Linked DNA regions of Anas platyrhynchos: region 1 is linked to region 2. Evidence: chromatin contacts called from public Hi-C data. All regions are on one chromosome and are shown on one strand. Each heading gives the region's core, a stretch centred on a gene start, on an enhancer-like site or on the middle of the called end of the contact. The rest is flanking DNA. Distances are from core to core; before and after follow the strand shown.

What was found. A called contact is a pair of places that touch in the nucleus more often than the background predicts.
Region 1: a contact with region 2 is called in a Hi-C map of liver, with 1.7 times the contacts expected there. The contact joins the promoter of CSTPP1 here to the enhancer-like site in region 2. A contact is called at or near these places in 2 of 8 Hi-C or Micro-C datasets (liver and small yellow follicle).

The regions. Positions count from the first base shown.
Region 1 is chr5:32,012,539-32,017,113 of IASCAAS_PekinDuck_T2T, reverse strand. CSTPP1 (centriolar satellite-associated tubulin polyglutamylase complex regulator 1) reads left to right here and starts at 2,572. Exons shown (of 10, transcript XR_011809664.1): 1 at 2,572-2,752. LOC110351715 (a long non-coding RNA gene) reads right to left here and starts at 3,096. Exons shown (of 4, transcript XR_002399484.4): 1 at 2,749-3,096.
Region 2 is chr5:31,933,165-31,937,655 of IASCAAS_PekinDuck_T2T, reverse strand. ARFGAP2 (ARF GTPase activating protein 2) reads right to left here. Exons shown (of 17, transcript XM_072038694.1): 13 at 4,408-4,491; 14 at 3,918-4,044; 15 at 3,730-3,820; 16 at 3,491-3,609; 17 at 2,304-3,035. The coding sequence ends at 3,015. It overlaps CSTPP1 (centriolar satellite-associated tubulin polyglutamylase complex regulator 1), which reads left to right. Exons shown (of 10, transcript XR_011809664.1): 9 at 178-1,048; 10 at 1,617-1,733. Among named protein-coding and RNA genes, the nearest start is that of ARFGAP2, 10 kb to the right of the region's middle. Within about 2 kb of position 1,760, at least 5 of the 8 cell types and tissues checked have an H3K27ac peak or open chromatin away from gene starts, as enhancers often do. A contact at or near this core is called in small yellow follicle, where this site is marked.

The sequences.
Region 1 (4,575 bases), core at 1,323-3,822, 79 kb before region 2:
GACCTGTACCCCTGATTATCCACTGAGGAGCTGCTGACAGAGAAAACTACTGCTTTTCATTGTCATTCTTCCAGCTGGGTCCAAAGGAACATTAACCTCCTGTTAGAGGGCTGTTCTTCCTGGAGCAGCTATTAAACTTGCAGATGTTTCCCACTGATCCAGAAAAGCCTTCTCAATTTAAAAGAGCTTTTTATTAAAACACAATAGTCTTGGGTTCAAGGATGAATATGGGAAAGCAATACCCATGGCCAGGCTGGCAGCATTTCTCCCTTTTCAGGTCACAAGCTTGAGAGAACAGGTGAGTGCTGCAGCTGATTGGTTATATCACCTAATCCTGGCTCTGGCAAGCCCAGAAAGAAATTATAGTAAACAGGGAAGTTTATAAATGGCTCCAGAAATGACGTCTTGTTTTTATATATTTTTCTTTGAGTCATTAACAGTCAGGCGCCACTACTGCTGAAACTTATCATTATTACAACCACAAATGGGCTCAGTGTCCAAAAGGATTCCCTGAGCTAGCTTAAGGGAAATAACATAGTCCAATCCATAGAGACCAAACCGTAACAAGAAAAAAAAAAAAAAAATCCCAGGGAAAATGCAAAATAGAAATATTATAATGTAGTTGTTAAAAATGGACGTTAAAAGCATCTTTTAAATGAGCGCTCCAGAAATTGATCAAGGAGAAATTGTGTTTTACAGAAATGGGTTAAACAACAGAAAAGAATTAATGAACCTGTGGAAGGCTCCAACCAGCACAGCTGACTGGGAATATAGAAGAGGAAAGTCTTCTAGATTTGGGTTTTAAATACCAGTAAAACTGCCTGGATGATTGTAAAGGACTGCTTGTGAAAACAGATCTTGACACCAGTTTTAGAAGCACAAGAACTGTGTTCTTAAACGTAACGATCACAGGGGGTCTACCAAATGACCCCCTCCTCTCCAACAGTGGCCTAGAAGCAGACACCTCACTGCAAAGTGCCTGAAACCCTAAAGTGAGCAGTTATGGAATAGACCTCATGTTAGGAAAAATCTTTTCCAAAACCCCATTAGTCAGATAATTGCCTTCACCACGAAGTTCATGTTCCTCCAGTCACTGTGCTCTTTTTTTCCCCCTGTATGCTTTTATATGTAATAACATAATCCTGTATTTTCTCATTCTGTGTAAAAACGTCTACTTCCTTTCTAAATTCTGCTGAATTCTTGGCTCCAAAAATATCTTGCATCAATGCAAGATACATTCTGATTTTATCTGGTATCAAAATCTCTCTTCTTTAAATTTATAGCCTTTAAATACACAGAACTAAACATGTAAACTGCAAAAGTGGACACATGATTTTTAAAATGAACTTCATTGTAGCACAAATAATTTTCAATAATATTGTCATTTGATATGTTTAACGATCCTCTTTGAGACAGTTTTATCTTTTATCCAATCACTCTTCATACTGGGGTGTCTCAGTCTGTTTCTTACATTATTCTCACTACTTAGCTTTCAAATATTTATATCTAAGACCTTTTAAAGACTGAACAAGACAAATACAGCAGAAAGGTCCAGGCAATTTGGGGGTGTGGGGTTATGTGGAATTTAAGTAGGTTATCTATAACATCCTATTTGCTCTCTTGACTGTACTTTGAGTAGAAGTTAAAGCTGAGTTTCCAACAGCGACACAGCTTTTTGTTTTTGTGGAGTAAAGGCTTGCATGCACATGTAAATGGTTTATTTAATTTCTGTTCTTTTGCATCTGTCATTAAAAACATAACACTTCCCAGTTCTTCTTTTGGAACTCCTGGGATTACATCCTGGGCTGGGCTTTTTCTAATGCTGATGCAAGAAAAAACTGCAAAGGCATTGGGAAATTTCAGCCCTATCAGCTTCTGGAGAAAAGGCACCCAGCAGAGCTGCTCAGAGCTTTTCTGTTACTTTCTGCTCTCCTGTGAGCAATGGGTAATGCCCGATGCTCCCCGTTCCCTCCTCTCTGGAGAACCAGAGCTGCCAAAAACCAGCCTGGGAGCCAAGCAGCAGTACTGATAGACCGATGTAACCGTAAGGGGCCTCCATGGTCACCCTGCTCAGGCCTGGCTCTCTGGAACAAGGTTGCTACATAACGCCTTTCAGTGACTTATTTCCACTGACCTTCAACTTTGGATCTTTCCCCCCACAGCTGTAGCACAAAACATCCAGCAGCTCCCTGCTCTTAGGCACCTTCTGGTTTCCAAATTGAACCAGAACGGCTTTATACGCCTTCACTCCTTGTGCCATTTTGGCTCTTCAGCCCTTCTCCCTCTGAGGAGTCCCCAGGCATCCGCAGCCCAGGCCATCACCCCCGGCCCCTTCCTCAGGGCATGGCCGCCATGTCAACCCCAGCCCCCTCCTCAGGGCCGGGCCGCCATGTCAACCCCAGCCCCTTAGGGCAAGCCGTGCCGTCACTTCGCCTTCCACAGCCCCTTCCCCTGAGGCGGCTCACGCCCTCCCAGCCTTTCCCTCAGCCCCAGGCCGGTGCCGAGCGCCGGGCGGGTGCAGTGTGACCGCCGTGGCCCCGCTGCAGGCGGTGGGGCGAGGAGCCCCCGGCCGAGCGCTGCGGGGCCCGGAACGGTGGCGGCGGCGGGGCTCGTTCCCAGCCGGGGCCGGCGGAGGAGCAGCGCCGGGCCCTGAGCGTCGGGAGCCTTGGAAACGGGCGGAAACCGTCAGGGAGCGGCGGCGAGAGGATGCTGAGCCCCGAGCGGCTCTCGCTGCCGGGGCCCGAGTACCTGGGTGAGGAGCGGGGCGGCGCGGAGGGGCTGCCCGGTGCCTGCCCTCCCCGCCCGGGGCGAGCCCCTGAGGCGAGAGGAGGGGGCTCCGTGTCCGCCATCTCGGCTGCTTGGGGCTTGCGGGTGGGGAACGGGGCTCTTGTACCCCTCAGGGTGCCCCTCTTAGACCAGTGGGTGCCATCTCCCTGCAAGCTGGGCTGGGCTGAGGAGGGTGGGCTGCCACCGCCTGCCCGCATCCTTGGGCTGTGGGGGTGGCGCGGAGCAAGGTGCTTCTGCCCCTGCCCCCCTGTAGCCCATCCAAAGTCCTCTGTGAGGGCTTCTGGAAGTCCTCTGTTTGCCCTCTGTGAAAGCAACCCTGGTTTAGGCTTGTTTTGCAATGTCAGATCGGGTGCTGCTCTTAGGTTGTGAGGTGGTTTGGGCTAGGGCCTGAGGTGGTTTGGGTGTTAGCCTTTCTTCTGGAATAAAGGTGGTGTTTCCTACTGATCTGTGCCCTGTAAAATGGGAATCTTTTCACTCATAAAGCAGCTGCTCCCTTACTGACTGCAAACTTTGAAGCTCTAGCAGTTTGTGTTGCTACTACTCGATGTTCCAGTAAACTAAGGAGCAAAGGGATTAGCTGTTAGTACATCAAGAAAAATAATTATGGTGGAAAAAAAGTCAATATGACTTCGTTTAATTGCTAAAGAGGAGATGAATTGCAAGTGGTAAGCATTTGGAACACAAACAAATCAATATTTTAAAAGTGAAATTCTTCAGCCATCACTTTCTAGGCCTGAGATGCTGTTTGGTAACAACTGTTAAGATACACATAACTTACTGGAGCTTTCTTATACAAGAAAAGGTAAGAAACGTCATCTATTGGTTTGTGGTACGTATTCCACCATGATTTTGCCATCTCTGGTCAGTCAGAATGGGACAAGGCTAGAAAACATCACTAGCTTCCAGTAAATGGAAATCCAGTCCTACAGGGGGGAGACTACAAGAACTCGGTTTCTTTAGCCTAGCGCTGGAGCCAATGAGTAGGGATCTGACCCGTCTTTCAGAGTGCATCATGGCAAGAAAGAGAGCTGAAGTAGTTAAGCAGAGGAGTGATGTAGGTCCTCTCAGAATAGAATCTCATGCTTTTGCTACTAGGCCATTACTGGGATGCTTTGTGCATCCCCCTACGTGACCACGGTGCTGTTCTGCATTAAGGAAACTCAAGGCAGAAATCAGAGGTTTAGTTCTCAGGTCAGGATGATTCTCAGGAGATCCACTTTGGATCTTACTACTGATTTCAATGTTGGCGCTAGTTCAGGTATTTGAGAACAATATCACGGCGTGCCGTGTAAATACACCCTTCAGTTGTGTACTGCTCTATCACACCATGTCAGCATTTTCAACCTACGCATTAATAGAGGTGCTCATAACTTTTCCACAGAGTTGCTCTAGGCTGAAACTTGCAAAATTTCTTTCTTTTTAATGAGCCAACTTGGTTTTAGGTTCGTTTAATTGTTTTTAATGAAATCGGCGCTTAACTCTTACTCGTGTGAAACTTGTCAGTAAGGACTGAATCAGTCAAAACAATCTAGGAGGCAGACTAAAATAATCTTAGAGAGTGAGGAGAAATAACCAGCTTTCTGTTTTACACCTGAAGCTGAGAAGTGAGACTTCTGAGAGGTGTGTAACATTGCATGGTACAAGCAGCATTATTAGCCTACTTAAAGTGAGCCTCCTTTTATCTCTGTTCTACTTGCTGATCTACCCTTCCCTTTTCATTTTGTAAAACCTAAATTTCTGTGACATTTGGGTTAGGTGAAGACACACAGGAGCATGCAGGTTGAGCAG
Region 2 (4,491 bases), core at 511-3,010:
GGAAAAAAGATTTGCACAGCAAGTCTGGCAGATACTGGTGTAAAGTATTCCCCATCTTTGCCATGAACGTCTTTCTAGTTGGGAATGAGTCCTCTTTGCGAGTTTACTCCAAAATTGCTATGGTTAAGGGTGGAGGTGACAAGCTCGGCTACCCAGCATTTGTCTTTTCTCTTCCAGGATAGCTCAGGTTTCAGGGCTTGCCATCTCTGCTCCTACCAGCTCCAGCGGGGACACTGCTAATTTGCCTGTCCGTCACTCACCCAGGATTAACTCTCCCTGGAAACCTCTCCACCATCGCCGAAAAATGGATGCTGAGAGTGAAGGCTCCAACGAAGAGACAGACTCCTCTGAAAACTGAAGGTTGTGAGGGTGGGCACCGGTCCCACCTTTGGTTTGTCCACATCTCCCTGGAGGTGCAGCACCTCCTCCCAGAGCATCTGCTCTGGCACTGGGTTACATCCACATCACCAGTGTGTGCGCGGCTCTGCCAGGCCCCATTGCCAAGTCCACCTGTCCCTTCCCAGCAAGAACGCTGCTTTTTTTTTTCCCCTAGATCCGAATCTGTGTAGGAGTAGCTATTTCCAGCTACAGAGTTCTGCTGCCATCTGCTGGCACGTAAGACGACAAACCAGCAGCTGCTAGAGCTGCCCGTACTTGGAAATAGCCCGGCGTTCTCCCAACCAGGGCTCTCTCCCAGTTCAGCAGGTGCTGGAACAGTGGGAGCGCTGGTGCAGGCTGGGTGCCAGGGTTTTGTTGTGTAGCTGTGTTCAGACTTGGCCTAGACAATAGAGTGGTTAAATCGCCAGCGGCAGCTTTGCATTCATGCTCCATTGTAATTATTCCTAGTAAAGCTGCACCTGCATGTGATCAAAGGTAGAGAAATTCCTCAAGTTCCTAGAATAGAAGGGTTTAGCTAGTGCCTTGCCACCTGTCACAGCTTCCTCCTCCATGAGTCCAAGCCAAGCCAAAGCAAATAATAAGCTAGATTTCAGCAAGTACTGCACGGTGCTTTGCGGCTCCTCTGCTGTGCTGAGTTCCCTTCTGGGAGGCCTCCCCCTGCCTCCAACAGCACGTTAAGCTCATTTGCTGAAAGCAGGCTTTGGAGAGGGGGGTGGAACAGAGAGATGAAAAGTCTTCAGATGGTTTGGCCACAGGTGGCGGTGCAGCCTGCCAACATAGAGCATATCTGCTGGGGGTTGGTGGGCAGAAGCACTGGGGGAGGAGGAGGCAGTTTTCAAGTGAGGCCCAGGTACTTTTTGTAAATATTGGCATTGTTGTATCATCGCGGTGTGGCCTGTACAGCTACAGAAAGAATTACAGCCTCAGTGGTAACTAACTCTGCAGCTTGGCCTCCACAACCCTGAACAGCTGACTAGCCATGCACCTCTGTCACAGCTTGCATGGACTCGTTATTTCCCAAGATACTCCAATTTCTCGTGAGCCTTTGGGAGGCTTCTTGCTCTTCCCTGCCCTAAAACGCTGCACGGTGTAGGCTACTAAGATCTGTTAACCCAAAGCTTAGCGCTGCCCTAAGCCGAGCGGATTCAGCACATGCTGGAACTATTTTAAGAGTAATCTTTTAGCTACTGCTGACCTGGCTGTGGAGGTAGGGGGAGGTATTTATTGATTGTAAGTTATCAGCATGCTCTTTAACTGCACGTTTTTTCCCCACCCAGCAGTGGGCAACAACCAAAGCAAGGGAATAAAGCATGCAGTGTAAGGCCTGGGGCCAAGCCTGAGAAACTCTGCTCTGTGCCCCCCCTCCCAGGCCCCAGTGGCCTCTCATGGGGCCCCACAATGCTGACCCCGCCCAGGTGGGGCCCGCTGCCACCCCCAGCACAAATGGCACCGTGCCCACATCACCCACGCAAGCACATTCAACCCTCAGCCACTTCCACCCCCGCCACAGCCCTGGGGGTACCACGGCCCCTCTGGCTGCTGCCACGCAGCCCCCAGTGGACCAGGGGGGTCCGTGCACATCTGGCACAATGTGGGGGCCCAGCCCTGGAGGGGGCATTTGCTGACAGGAACCCACGGAGTTAAATTGTTTTGCTCATCCAGCTATTTTGCAATAGTTGCAAAATAAGCACAGAAAAAAAGGCCTATCCCATCCTCAACTGCATGAAGGGAAAACTGCTCTTGTTGAAACCACACTCAGAAGCAAAGAACCCACCTGAGTAGGACTAAGGTTGCAGTCCCCATGGGGACAGCCTCCCTCACCCCTGTCCCACTTAAGCCAGGGTTTCAGGACCTTCCCCTCTGTCCAAGTCTGGATGGAAGATAGGACAGGGCAACACAATAACCAAGGGTCCAGCAAATATCTTTATAGTACTTCATGGCCTGGGCCTTTTTTTTTTTGCTCATGATGTGATTAGAAGCTAAAAAAAATAATCTTTGCTTGATTTGTTCTCCCGCATCAATATATGCCAGTTTACAAGACAATAAAAAGGATTATCCCATGGTAAAAGGCAGACCCTGCAAATACAGAGGAATTGTGACACCATGGCTTACCATGCATGCTAGAACCTTGCAGTTGAAAATGCCTTACCCGTGCTGTGAACTGCTGCAGCAGCCTGCTTGGGATCAGGCAGTAAGAGCACTGAGCAGAACAGAAAGCCACAGTCATGTCCGTAGGGACCAGGTAACACGTTCAGAAAAACAGCATTCCCATTTCCTCTGTCACGTGGTCAGCTAAGGGATGGGCCAGGAAGGATAGGAGCACTGATGAGGGCAGTCACAGGAATTCCCACATCTTTCACAGCAGTGAGGTTATCCCCATCTCCACTGGCTAGTAGATAGCAGTGGGTCTGAGGGCACATCAAATTTTAATGCAGAGTGGAATTCAGATATTTGGAAAGCATCCTGGGCACAGCCATGTCCTGCCCCCTTCTGCTTTCCTTCTCCCCTCCCCACCCACCCCAGACAAACTAAGACAATCCTGCAGAGTTTACTCCAGGCGAAGGTGGCATCAGTGCCTCCTGCTGGCTTCCCTGCGAGTTGCAGTTCCTGGGTCATCAATATGAACCATAACGATCCTGGGGAGGAAACACACCAAGACACCATTCTATAACACTGTGCAAACTCCAAAGAAGCAAATAACAAGGTCATGGGGGTTTGGCATTAATGCAATCAATACACAATGGTCAACAAAAGGTTGCCTTAAGAGAGGACACCTTGCAAAGACAGGAGGTAAAATGGGCTCAATTTTTTTTTTTTAAGTTTAAAGATCTGTGGGAAAAGGTGTATCTGACATAACACAGTACCCTGTCCAGCAGGAGAATAATGTTGTCCAAGTAGCATTCACCAGCCACCTGGAATTGGTCAGCTATTGAATCCTCAGCTACAAAAGGGCTCATCTCTACCTAGGACTTTCCATATAATTTGAGAAGACGATGATAATCCCAGTGAAATCACTTGGAACGGCCAGGATATGGTAGAAGTCCCCGAACATGACTAGAACCTGTCTGAAAGTGCTGCAGTGCAACCTCACCTGGAGGGAGTTCATCACCCCGTTGGCTAGGACAGCCATCTTGCCAGCAACTGACTTCACTCCTTGCTTGAACTGTGCGATATCGGCTGCAGGCAGGACATTTCCAATCGACACACCACCTACAAGAACCAGGAGGAGTAAGGCTGGAGTTCTCCAGCTCCAGAGAACACCCTGACCCCCTCTTGTTGAGGTCCTCCAAAGCTGCACTCCCTTCCTCAACCCACTGAGTGCTAACAAACCTGAGTGCGCATTCTCAGCCTCTCCGAACAGGTCTGCAGAACTGATAGCACTGCTGCCTGAGAGCTGCTGCAGTCGGGATCTGGCTTCATACTGCAGAAGAAAGGAAAACAAAAAAGGTAAAGGAACGGAACAAAGAACAACCTGAGCAAACAGGAGATGAAGTCAGAGCACTGCAAAGTGCATTTACCTCAGCATCTGCTTCCCGCCCAAAGAACATATCTGAAGAGATAGCTTTAGCTCCTGCGAACTTCTGCCGAGCTTCATTTGATTCCACAACTGATGTCCTGTGCTCTGTATCTCTTCTACTGGTGGGCCTGAGGAAGCAAGAGAGGAGACAGCTCAGCTTAAGCTCAGCAACACAGTAGAGAAAGACATGTCTCATATCCCATCTGATGGAAGGAGAGGAACAAACCCCAAGGGCTAGCTGCTACCAGAGTTCTCTCCTCCCCCCACCCCAGGGCAGACCCCATTTGATGACCATAAGGGCTGTGACACAATAGGAAAAGAAGTGCCCAAAGGATCTCTCACCAAAGGCCCCTTTTCTCAGGATTACCCATGTAAGTGATCTTCTGCAGCCTAAGGCTCAGCTCCTGTCACAGCACAGTAGCATCTCCCCCACAACTCCTAGACCCATCCCTTTGTCCCGTACAAGGGCAGTACAGTAGCAGGTGCTTTACCTCTCTGAAATTGGCCGAATACTGGAAATTGTCACCTCTGGTTCCTCCTCTTTGTCAACACCCCACGAAGAGTCTGTTTCCCAT